Regions from separate parts of the Rattus norvegicus genome. Here all the other regions are linked to region 3. A link is a contact called in public Hi-C data. All regions are on one chromosome and are shown on one strand. The core of a region is the stretch at or near the end of the contact, and the rest is flanking DNA. Distances in the headings are between cores, read along the strand shown. Region 1 holds the start of Maml3 (mastermind-like transcriptional coactivator 3). Region 2 overlaps Maml3 (mastermind-like transcriptional coactivator 3). Region 3 overlaps Maml3 (mastermind-like transcriptional coactivator 3).

Evidence for each region. Hi-C and Micro-C count contacts between places; a contact is called where the count stands out from the background.
Region 1: a contact with region 3 is called in a Hi-C map of Schwann cells, with 15 times the contacts expected there. The contact joins the promoter of Maml3 here to the enhancer-like site in region 3. A contact is called at or near these places in 8 of 12 Hi-C or Micro-C datasets (the A7r5 cell line, the Rat2 cell line, Schwann cells and 5 more) and 1 of 1 datasets of contacts at active chromatin or transcription factors (oligodendrocytes).
Region 2: a Hi-C map of Schwann cells shows a contact between it and region 3, with 5 times the contacts expected there. The contact joins two enhancer-like sites. A contact is called at or near these places in 4 of 12 Hi-C or Micro-C datasets (the Rat2 cell line, Schwann cells, frontal cortex and 1 more).

Annotation. Positions count from the first base shown.
Region 1 is chr2:138,286,997-138,290,183 of GRCr8, forward strand. Maml3 (mastermind-like transcriptional coactivator 3) reads right to left here and starts at 1,619. Exons shown (of 5, transcript NM_001107675.3): 1 at 301-1,619. The coding sequence starts at 765.
Region 2 is chr2:138,189,113-138,192,070 of GRCr8, forward strand. The region is part of intron 1 of Maml3 (mastermind-like transcriptional coactivator 3); the gene reads right to left. Among named protein-coding and RNA genes, the nearest start is that of Maml3, 98 kb to the right of the region's middle. Within about 2 kb of position 1,294, at least 61 of the 93 cell types and tissues checked have an H3K27ac peak or open chromatin away from gene starts, as enhancers often do. A contact at or near this core is called in Schwann cells, where this site is marked.
Region 3 is chr2:137,884,049-137,887,123 of GRCr8, forward strand. The region is part of intron 2 of Maml3 (mastermind-like transcriptional coactivator 3); the gene reads right to left. Among named protein-coding and RNA genes, the nearest start is that of Mgst2, 41 kb to the left of the region's middle. Within about 2 kb of position 1,338, at least 42 of the 93 cell types and tissues checked have an H3K27ac peak or open chromatin away from gene starts, as enhancers often do. A contact at or near this core is called in Schwann cells, liver and prefrontal cortex, where this site is marked.

The sequences.
Region 1 (3,187 bases), core at 369-2,868, 400 kb after region 3:
GAATCGATTTCTAAGACAAGGAGGGGGAAACTTTTGCTGCACCTCACTCTGGCACTAAAGCTCCCTCCTCCCCTTGGAGTCGTGACTGGCTTCTCTCCCTCTCATCCCTTCCTCCCCAAATCTGACAACCCTGACAGATTAACAGGTAGCGGCGGCGGCGACAGCGTTTACCCTAAGAAAAGTTGACGTTAACCCTTCCACTCCATCCAACCTCACCCCCGGTGCAAATCAGACCCTCACAGCCCCCAAGCCAGAAACTCCACGCCCCCGACCCCATCGCGCACCCCAGCGAGTCCTCACCATGATTAGCGTATGGTTCCTCTGCTCGGCTGAGGCAGCCTCCGCATCTTGCTGGGCTTTACTCGGGTGCTGCTGCTTGCCGGTGCCGGCGCCCGATTTCTTGGCTCTCTGCTCCAGGGTCCTCTGATAGAGGCTCACCGTGTCCCGGCGCTCCAGCTCCAGCTGCTCCACCTGAGCCTGCTGATACCTGTTCTCGCAGTTGACGTGGTGCCGGCGGCAGCCCTCGATGCGCTGGCGGAGCCGCTCGACTACCGTGCTGTGCTTGGGGACGGCCGCCGAGCTGCCGCCGGGGCCCCCGGAGCCGCCGCAGCCGCCGGCAGCGGGGTGATTGCTACTCGGAGCCACCGGAGTGCTATTGGGAGTATTCACGCCGATCCCGGCCCCGCCGAGGCTGCTGCTCAGGCTGCTGTTGATACAGATACTACCACCATTCGCGGCAGCAGCGGGGGCTGCGAAATCCCCCATCCTGCTCCCGGGGCACACTATTTTGGAAGAACTTTTTTTTTTTAATCCACCCCCTATCAGCCTCCTCCTTGGGTCCAAGGATTAAAATAGTTTAAGTGGAACGCGGGGGAGACGCAAGCACATGGATGAAAACAGCGATCCCCACGGGGTGGAAAAAAAAGAGGGGAGAGATTTTTGGGGTGGTTTTTTTTTTGTTTCCTTAAAAAAAGACTGTAAAGATCGAGGGGAGAAAAGGGGGGTCTTATCAGAATACCATCAGACACCTATCAATAGAATCCCAACAAACTGAGCCGGCAGCAGATCGGCTTGCAACTCAAGGGGAGATCCGCTCCTCGCCTGGCTCCTTTTAATAATCCATTATTTTCTAATAAATTCCAGGAGGTTTCCGGTGGTTGGCAAGCATTTTCTCCCTACGTACCGAAAAACACACCCCATGTACACACACGAGCGTGTGCCTCCAGTGCGGACACGCGCGACACACACTCACTCCACGCCGCATCGGAAAACGGCGAGCTTGCTTATTGCATTTTCCTTCCACAAAAAAGTTTTGGTGTTTATGCCGCCCCGTGTTCTCAAAGTACTTTGGCTGCTCAGTTGCATTTCACAGGAGCCTAGACATCGAGTCCTCGGGCTGGGCAAGTAAACACATGGACAGTCCGAGGCGACTGCAAAAGTAGATCGCTGGAGTCCTTTGCGAAACGCCGCCGCGCGGAGAGCAGCCACTAACGCTCGGCCAGGCTGCCGCTGCCGCCGCCGCCTCCGCCACCATCACAATGATCAACTGCTCGCCGCCGCCGCCTCCTCCTCCTCCTCGCGCTCCTCCACCTCCTCCTCCTCCTCCATGCCAGCGGAGTGATATCAGGACGCGCGAGCTCAGTAAACACGGCAGCGGCGGCGGCTGGAGGCCGTGAGACGAGCCCGGGGACCCAGTGCAAAACCTGGCCCGGACTCTCCCCGGCGGGAGCGGGCGCGGCGCGCACCGACCTGACTCCCGCCTCCCTTGCCGTCCCCCTCCCGCGCCCTCCCCTTCCCCAACCCAGCTGCTCCCCGGGATGGGAAGCACGACTTGCCAGGAGGACAGGGGAAAGCAAAGATTGGGGGGGATCTTAGGAGTGGATCACCTTTTGACCCGTGTGTGTGTGTGTGTGTGTGTGTGTGTGTGTGTGTGCGCGCGCGCGCGCGCGGCACGCGTGTATGTGTGTGTGTGTGTGTGTGAGTGAGCGCGCGGCGCGCGTGTGTGTGTGTGTGTGTGTGTGTGTGTGTGTGTGTGTGTATGTGCGCGCGCGAGTGCGCGGGGACGCGCCAGGCTGGCTGCGTTTCCTCCTGCCCAGCGAGGTATCCAGCGAGCCCAAGTTGTTGTTATACATTTATGCATTATATTGCAGAACTGTGCATGACCAGGCAGAAACATTGCAGCTTCCCAACAGTTATCATTCCCACCCATGTGAAACGAAAAGGTCAAATGAGTGGCTTGTTTTCAAGACCCAGAGAAGAAGACCCTGCTAGTGAACTCTTACTCAAAATTCTAGGACCCTCCTAACCCAAATACTTAATTTTTTTCTTACGTTTATTTATTTATTGGGAAGAAAAAGTGCCCAGTGCCACAGTGCACTCGCGCCTAGAAGTCAGATGACAGTTTTGTGGAGTCCTCCAAGGTGGGTACTAGGGTTTGAATCAAGGTTGTCAAGATCTCAGATCTCAACTTTACCTCCTGGAAATCTCATCTGGCTCAAGTACCCATTTCTCAATGAACAGAAATAAGCAGTCAAAACAAGACCTTGGGATATTATTTATTTCTCTGTACATAACGACTGTTGTTATTAGGGGGATTATTGTTTTATTTATCCCTGAAAAAATTAAAACCAAGCAAGCAGGGACTTGGAGGTGAGACTAACAGTACATTTTTAACAGACTGTTTTGAACACTAGGTGCTAATGACTACGGCAGTAATTAAGGGTCCTTCCTAAATCAAGTGGAAAGATTGCAGATTTCATGTGTTAGAACTATAGAGAAAAAAAAAAAAAACAAACCAGCATTTCACAGTTTGTTGTGACCAAAACAAAACAAGCCAAAAAAAAAAAAAAAAAAAAAAAAAAAAAGCAGGCTTACCTTACTGCTAGATACATTTCTATTTCAATGGATTCACAACATGGTACAATTGAAATGGAGTTAATACAGAAAAGTAATCTCTTGTTTTATTATCATGCGTTAGCTGCCCGGACATCAAGTATCTATCTGACAAGAAAGGGCTAAAAACACAGGGAATAAAAGAACTTTGGGCCTTGTTTTTTTTTTTTTTGTATGACAAAACTTTTCCTGGGGAGGTCCAATGCACACGCCTACTCATCCCAGACAGAGAGCCCATAAACCAGAGTACAGATACCACCGAAGTCCAACTTGGTGAACCAATGAGTTTTATTGG
Region 2 (2,958 bases), core at 44-2,543, 310 kb after region 3:
GCTCTTCAAGACTAAAAGGGAAACATTCCGGTTCCTCAACCTTTGTAAACATTTCCCAGTGTGATCCCTCCGGCTTAATCTAGCTTTAGCTGTGTTTCCTCCTATGAAAGCCATTTAGCTTCGGTTCAAACAAAAAGACAAAAATTTATGTAGAGGATGGGAAAGGCAGATGGGGAGGGAGAAGGATCTTTTATTCTGCAGGATCCCGAGTGAGGAATAGAATAGATTTCATCCTTTTGCCAGGACACCCAAATGGCAAATCCAGGAAGAGGGTAGAAGAAACACCTAACACAGTCTGCTAAAGGCCAGGGGCCACTTCAAGTTATCAACCCCTACTCCGGCTGCGAAAGCCTCTCACCTTCATCACCAAAGAGAGCATTCTCCATGAAATCTGTGCTGTCCTAAGGTCAGATCTGCAAAGCTATAATTATCCAGGTAGCTCGGGTCTGATGTTTCTCAAAATATCCAGGTAATTATAGGAGAAAGGTCATTTCCTCTATATAATCTCAAACCTACCACTGGCTGTCTACACTGGCAGTTTGCCAGTCAAGATCGCCTGTCATTTCACTTTGTTCTTGACTAGAATGTGCCAAGGACTAGGAATCCTAATGGAGGAGTTTTAAAACTGACTTTTATACGGATACTTCTTCCTTCATTCTGCCCCCCTCCCCCCGCCCCCAATGTGCTGATGGTATCCTCACAAGATGTAAAAACACCCTCTGCTAATTTTTAACATTCAAATGAATTGCATTCTGGGAAGAAGATATTGTGAAACGGAAAGGAAAGGAGAGGGGTGAAGAGGAGGAAGAAGGAACAGAGCGGCCTCAAGGCCTCCAAAACTGAGGACCTTAACTGCTTGACCCTGTTCCTGTTCCGAGTGAGAAAAAGCACAGGTCTTGCAGGTCAACAACCTGCTTTTTCCAAGTATGGACTTCGACAGCAGGGGTAGTTTGGGGACAGGAGGAAGCACATCTGCATGGAGAAGCCACTGTTCTTTTGCTTCACAAAGGAAAAAAAATGGCATTTATCCCAAGTACGACAGAGCGTGGTTGGATTCGCCTCCCCCATCCTTTCTTCCCTCTTCCTCCTCCCATCACCCTCGCCACCGCCCCTTCCTGTCGGAAGAGAAAAGGTGGGAGGGGGAGGAGGACCCACCGGTCACAGGCGGCGCGGTGGGATTCTCTTTCTCTGGCTTTTACCATCCAATGGGGGTCAAGACGCTATTGGTTCAGCTTCATGTGCGAGCGGGTGCCTCTCGCTTAGCAACAGCGAGCAGCGGCGGAGGCAGGAAGCAACGCCACCTGGCCCAGGGAGTGTGTGCTGCTTTAAAAGGGAGACAGAAGGGGAGAAGAAAGAGCAATCTAGCTTAACATATTGTACTCTCAAGAACGAGGCTTCATCAGGCTGATAAAGACAGCCAGCCAGGCAAAACCCGGACACGAGCTCCGTCCCTTGAGCGTGTCTGTATCACCCGAGGTGGTCTACACATAGTTTTTGTTTTAAAGGACAATCTACTGTACGACCAGGGAGGTGGATGGGAAGATGGTTATCTGGGAGGTGGGGGTGGTTCTACTCTCAGTGAGTTCAGTCAGTCTTACTTGTTCTCATATTAGGGTATTACTAGAAAAGACAAAGTAAAATTGGGTGTGCTTGAAAAAGCAATTGGATAGGTGGTAATCATGACTTCATTTTTTTTAAATTAGTCAACACAGTGCTAAATTCCATCGTAGTGGTCGACAATTAGCCTTTTGGAGTAGAAAATGGCAAAAGAGAAAGACAATCCTGTAAAATGTGGGGGGTGTGTGTGTGTGTGTGTCTGTCTGTCTGTCTGTCTGTCTGTCTGTCTGTCTGTCTGTGAGACCTGGGGTGTATCTGTAAGAGATATGTGGTGGTGGTGGTGGTTGTGTGTGTGTGTGTGTGTCTGTCTGTCTGTCTGTCTGTCTGTCTGTCTGTCTGTGAGGCCTGGGATGTACTTGTAAGAGATATGTGGTGGTAGTGGTGGTAGTGTGTGTGTGTGTGTGTGTGTGTGTGTGTGTGTGAGTGAGAGAGAGAGAGAGAGAGAGAGGAGAGAGAGAGAGAGAGAGAGAGAGAGAGAGAGAGAGAGAGAGAGAGAGACCTGGGGTGTCTGTGTAAAAGATGTGTGTAGGTGTGTATGTGATGTGGTGTGTGGGAGAGGGAGATTTGGGTTTTTCCCTTTGCTGCTTTTGTGATCCAAGGGGCATTCCGCAGAGACTGGGATGAGCTCTGAAGCTCTCCCCTGCCTGAGTGTGGCAGACTTCGTGCCAGTGACAATAAGGAAAAGCATCCAGCTAGTTCATATCCCTTCAAGGTGCGTAACTCCTCCCTTCCCCTTGTTCTAGGCCTCCCAACCATGCTTTTATAAAGACCCCTAACTTCTGTATCCACTAAACCCCAATCCATCCCATAACATCCAAGAGCCGGTCTTAGACTCCAAACCACAGATGACAAAGTTCCTCCCTTTATTTCTCAGAGGAAAATTAGTCAACAGGGATCTTTCCCTGGTGTCAACTGGTGCCCTGAGACAAAGACCAATACTGTAGAGGACACAGATGGGCTACACCCCCAGCACTGTCTACACCAGACCCAGTTAACCCCTTCTGTGCTGAGTTGGAGAAGCCACTGACTATAGTGACACCTACTGCTCAAGAACAGTTGTACATCCTTCTTCTCCAACCACATTCATGAAGCAGCCATTCGCCCCACTCCTGGGCACAACAGCACACTCCTCTTCTACCCGGGGTTAACCGGTAAATGAGGGCACTCGAAGCCCCTCACATACAGGCTGGCACCTGACACTCAGGTCTCCTCTGTAGGGATACAGCCGCTATTAGCAGAGATGGACACAAGATGGACAGAAAACAGGTTGATAAAAGCCCACAGGCTCTGCAAGTGAAACCATGTTATTCATCCTCTCAGAAATAGACTGAATTATTCAGG
Region 3 (3,075 bases), core at 88-2,587:
TCCTCCCATGCATTTCAACCTGTGTGATACTTCTTGGTTTTGATGACGAGAGATTTGAAGGGAAAATGAGATCCAAGGAAAGACAACACTTTCTTCAGCTTTTTCTTGAAAGGGCTGTTCTTTCTGGCCTTGTTTCTCTCTAAGCACTGAGATTTTATTGCCCATGTGACCCTCTGCATAGCTGAGAGATATAGCCAGGAGTGAAGGACTTCGTTCACAGCCTTCTCTCCCCTCGGAAAATAAGAGAGGCAATCGAGGCGACGATGTTCATACAACCAGCCTCATTTTGTTCCCGTGGACACCATCAAGCTTCTGGAGTTACTTTCATTCCCCAAATGGTCCTGCCCCCAAAGTTGTTAAGGCTCCCAATGCAGACTACACCACCCAATATGGCTGCAATGTTGCCTTCCGTATACAACGTCTTAAGGGGCTTCTCAGCAAGTGCACAGGTGTGTGTCCCAAAGTGGGAAGGCACATTATGATTGGCTTTACAAATGAAGCTGGGGCAGGCGCTGTTTATGTCACGGGCTTCTTTTAACCTCAAATCTAAGAGGGCTTAATGAGAAATAGTCTGTCAAATTCTAGGATTCCAAGTCCCCGCTGTCGTTTCTATGGAGGACACATACTGGGTTGTGCAATTAGAGAAAACCAGAGTGAGCTTTCGTCATGCGACATGTAATGCCTTGGAGCCAAATGATGCAGTATTTTTAGTTTTAATTACTGGTTTGTTCTCCACTCCCAGCCCAGCCGACCTCCCCTTGCTTTCCACTCAGAATCTTAATACATTCTCTTCTCCTTGAATCCAATTTGCTACGCAGATCTTCGAGGCTCTCCAAACACTCTTACTTTCTCAGTAAAATAAGGGGAGAAAAAAAGAGATCAAAACCAAAGAACCTGTCTTACACATTCCCCTTCCGCTCCAGGGACAAGAGCTTTAACAATTTTCTAACGGCTAGAGCGGGGGGGGGCGTGTAAACAACACTCTAGCCTCCCCCAAAGAGGCAGTTTCCGACTTCAAAAATCAGAGGCGATAAAAATATCTCCCGAGAACAGCCAGCTGTTTATTTATAAACCCACTTGTGGGGAAACTTGCTTTCTCTGAAGGGATTTTCCCCCCCACAAGAACATGCAGCATTTGGGTGATAGGGACCAGAGATGCGGCGGGTATGGAAGGTCATTGGTTCCTGGGAGGGACAGGATGCGGACAATCTGTGTACTTGGATCCAGCAGACCCTGTGCTTCATCCTTTTCTAGGTGGCCCCAGGGGGATCCTCATGAGCAGCTGTTGTTCTGCCCGTAGCCCAGCAGAGGGTGGTGTGAGCCCGGGACCACACTCCAGGCCTTGCGCCGAGTTCCCCTCACCCTCCGCCCCCCATCGCAGATGGCTTAATCAGGGCTGGGTCCCCCGCCCCGCCCGGGCCGCCGCTGCGGACGTGGAGCCAGGCAGTCAAGTGTTCCTGCGTACAGCAGGTAGCCTGGCAACTGCAGCATAATACGGAGCAGATGGTGTTCGCACGGCGTGATGGACATCACACACGACAGCCTGAGACAATCCAGGAATTCCCTGGTGGCTCGAGGCCCTCTTTGCACAAAATGAGTTCTCTCACCACGGCGGTGCATCTTAAGGGGTGGAGGTCTCTCCCTTCCCCACACCGAACTGGTTTCTTATTACCGAGTTCTCTCCAGCCAGAGGGAAGAGGGACTTGGCAGGGTGGGGTGGGGGTGAGGGGCGGGAAAAGGACGTGGAAGGAAACCGAAGGATGGGAAGCGGGAGGAGAGAAAGGGGGGCAGTGGCGACCAGACCCAGGGGCACCTCGCTGTTGGAGGGAACAGGGTTCCTCTAGCTAGAGAGACACAAAGCCTGTGCAGGGAGAAGGGACCTCTGCTCACCCCGCAACCGCATTGGCCTACCAGTCGCCCAAATGAAATTTAGGGTTTTCGTTAAAAAAGTCCCCTGGGGCGTAATATAGCCTCTTCAACTCCAGCCTATCTGCTTACAAGTCCTCAGGGGGCTCAGGCAAAGGGCACAGGAGTGGGCCCGGAGCTCCAGGCTGGCTAGAGAGCTCCTCACTGTTTGGTGGTCCTAACAAAGACCAGGAGCTCATGAGTTGGGCGGGTGCCCTGGGCCCCCAGAGAAACTCAGCCTGACACTCTGGGGGTGGGCATAGTGCCTAGTGCCACCACTCCGCGTGTGCCACTACTCCGTGTGTTCCTGTAGCCCGGAAAACAGAACACTGGAGGAAAGGAAATGTATGTTGGGCAGTTGTGGGTAAGAAAGAGTTGGAATAAATCGATAAGCAAAAAGAAAGGATACCTAGAAAATACCCCCCCCCCCCCAACACACACACTGAACTGGGTCAAGTAATAGGAAAAAATCTTTAACCAATCTCGGGCCAAATGGATTTTTGACTGAATTCTAAGTATCAAAGACTTCATATTCAGTATTTAGAGGCTGTCTACAAAGGCAAATTTTAAGTGTCAGAGGGTTAGGGTATATAGAAGAGGACAGCTAAGGTCACACCTGCCCAGCAAGAATTTAGTGCTTTCAAGTCAGTGAGCAGCAGGCAGAATGAATCCATCACCCAAAGGACCTGGGTTGTGACTCCCAGAGGGACGGGCTGGCCATCATGGCTCCATCCAAAGTCCCTCGAAAATCTGAAAATCACATTTAAAAGTGGTCAGTGACGACGAAAACTTTGGAGATGAAAAAGGCTAAGAAGATGTGACAACCTCCTCCTGCTTCCATAAGAGCTATGCGTGTACAGCAATGGCCAAGAGCGCAGCTTCTCAAAGTGTGGCCCAGGCTCACCTTGCATTAGTATTCCCTGGGAGCATGGCAAAATTGCAGATTCCCTGGCTCCACCAGACCTACTGAATCAGACCAGGTTCTCCAGGTGATGGGGCATTCTGTAGTAGGTTGAGAATTACTGGAGCGAGTAATCCTGGCTGATTGCAGCCTGGCCCTGATTTGATTGCAAACTTGCATTTTCAAAATCAAGTCTGGGTGCAGGCTTGCTCTGGCTTTAGTGTGAAATCTGTTGCATTTAGAGTAAAACTCCCCCTCCCGGCTCGGGC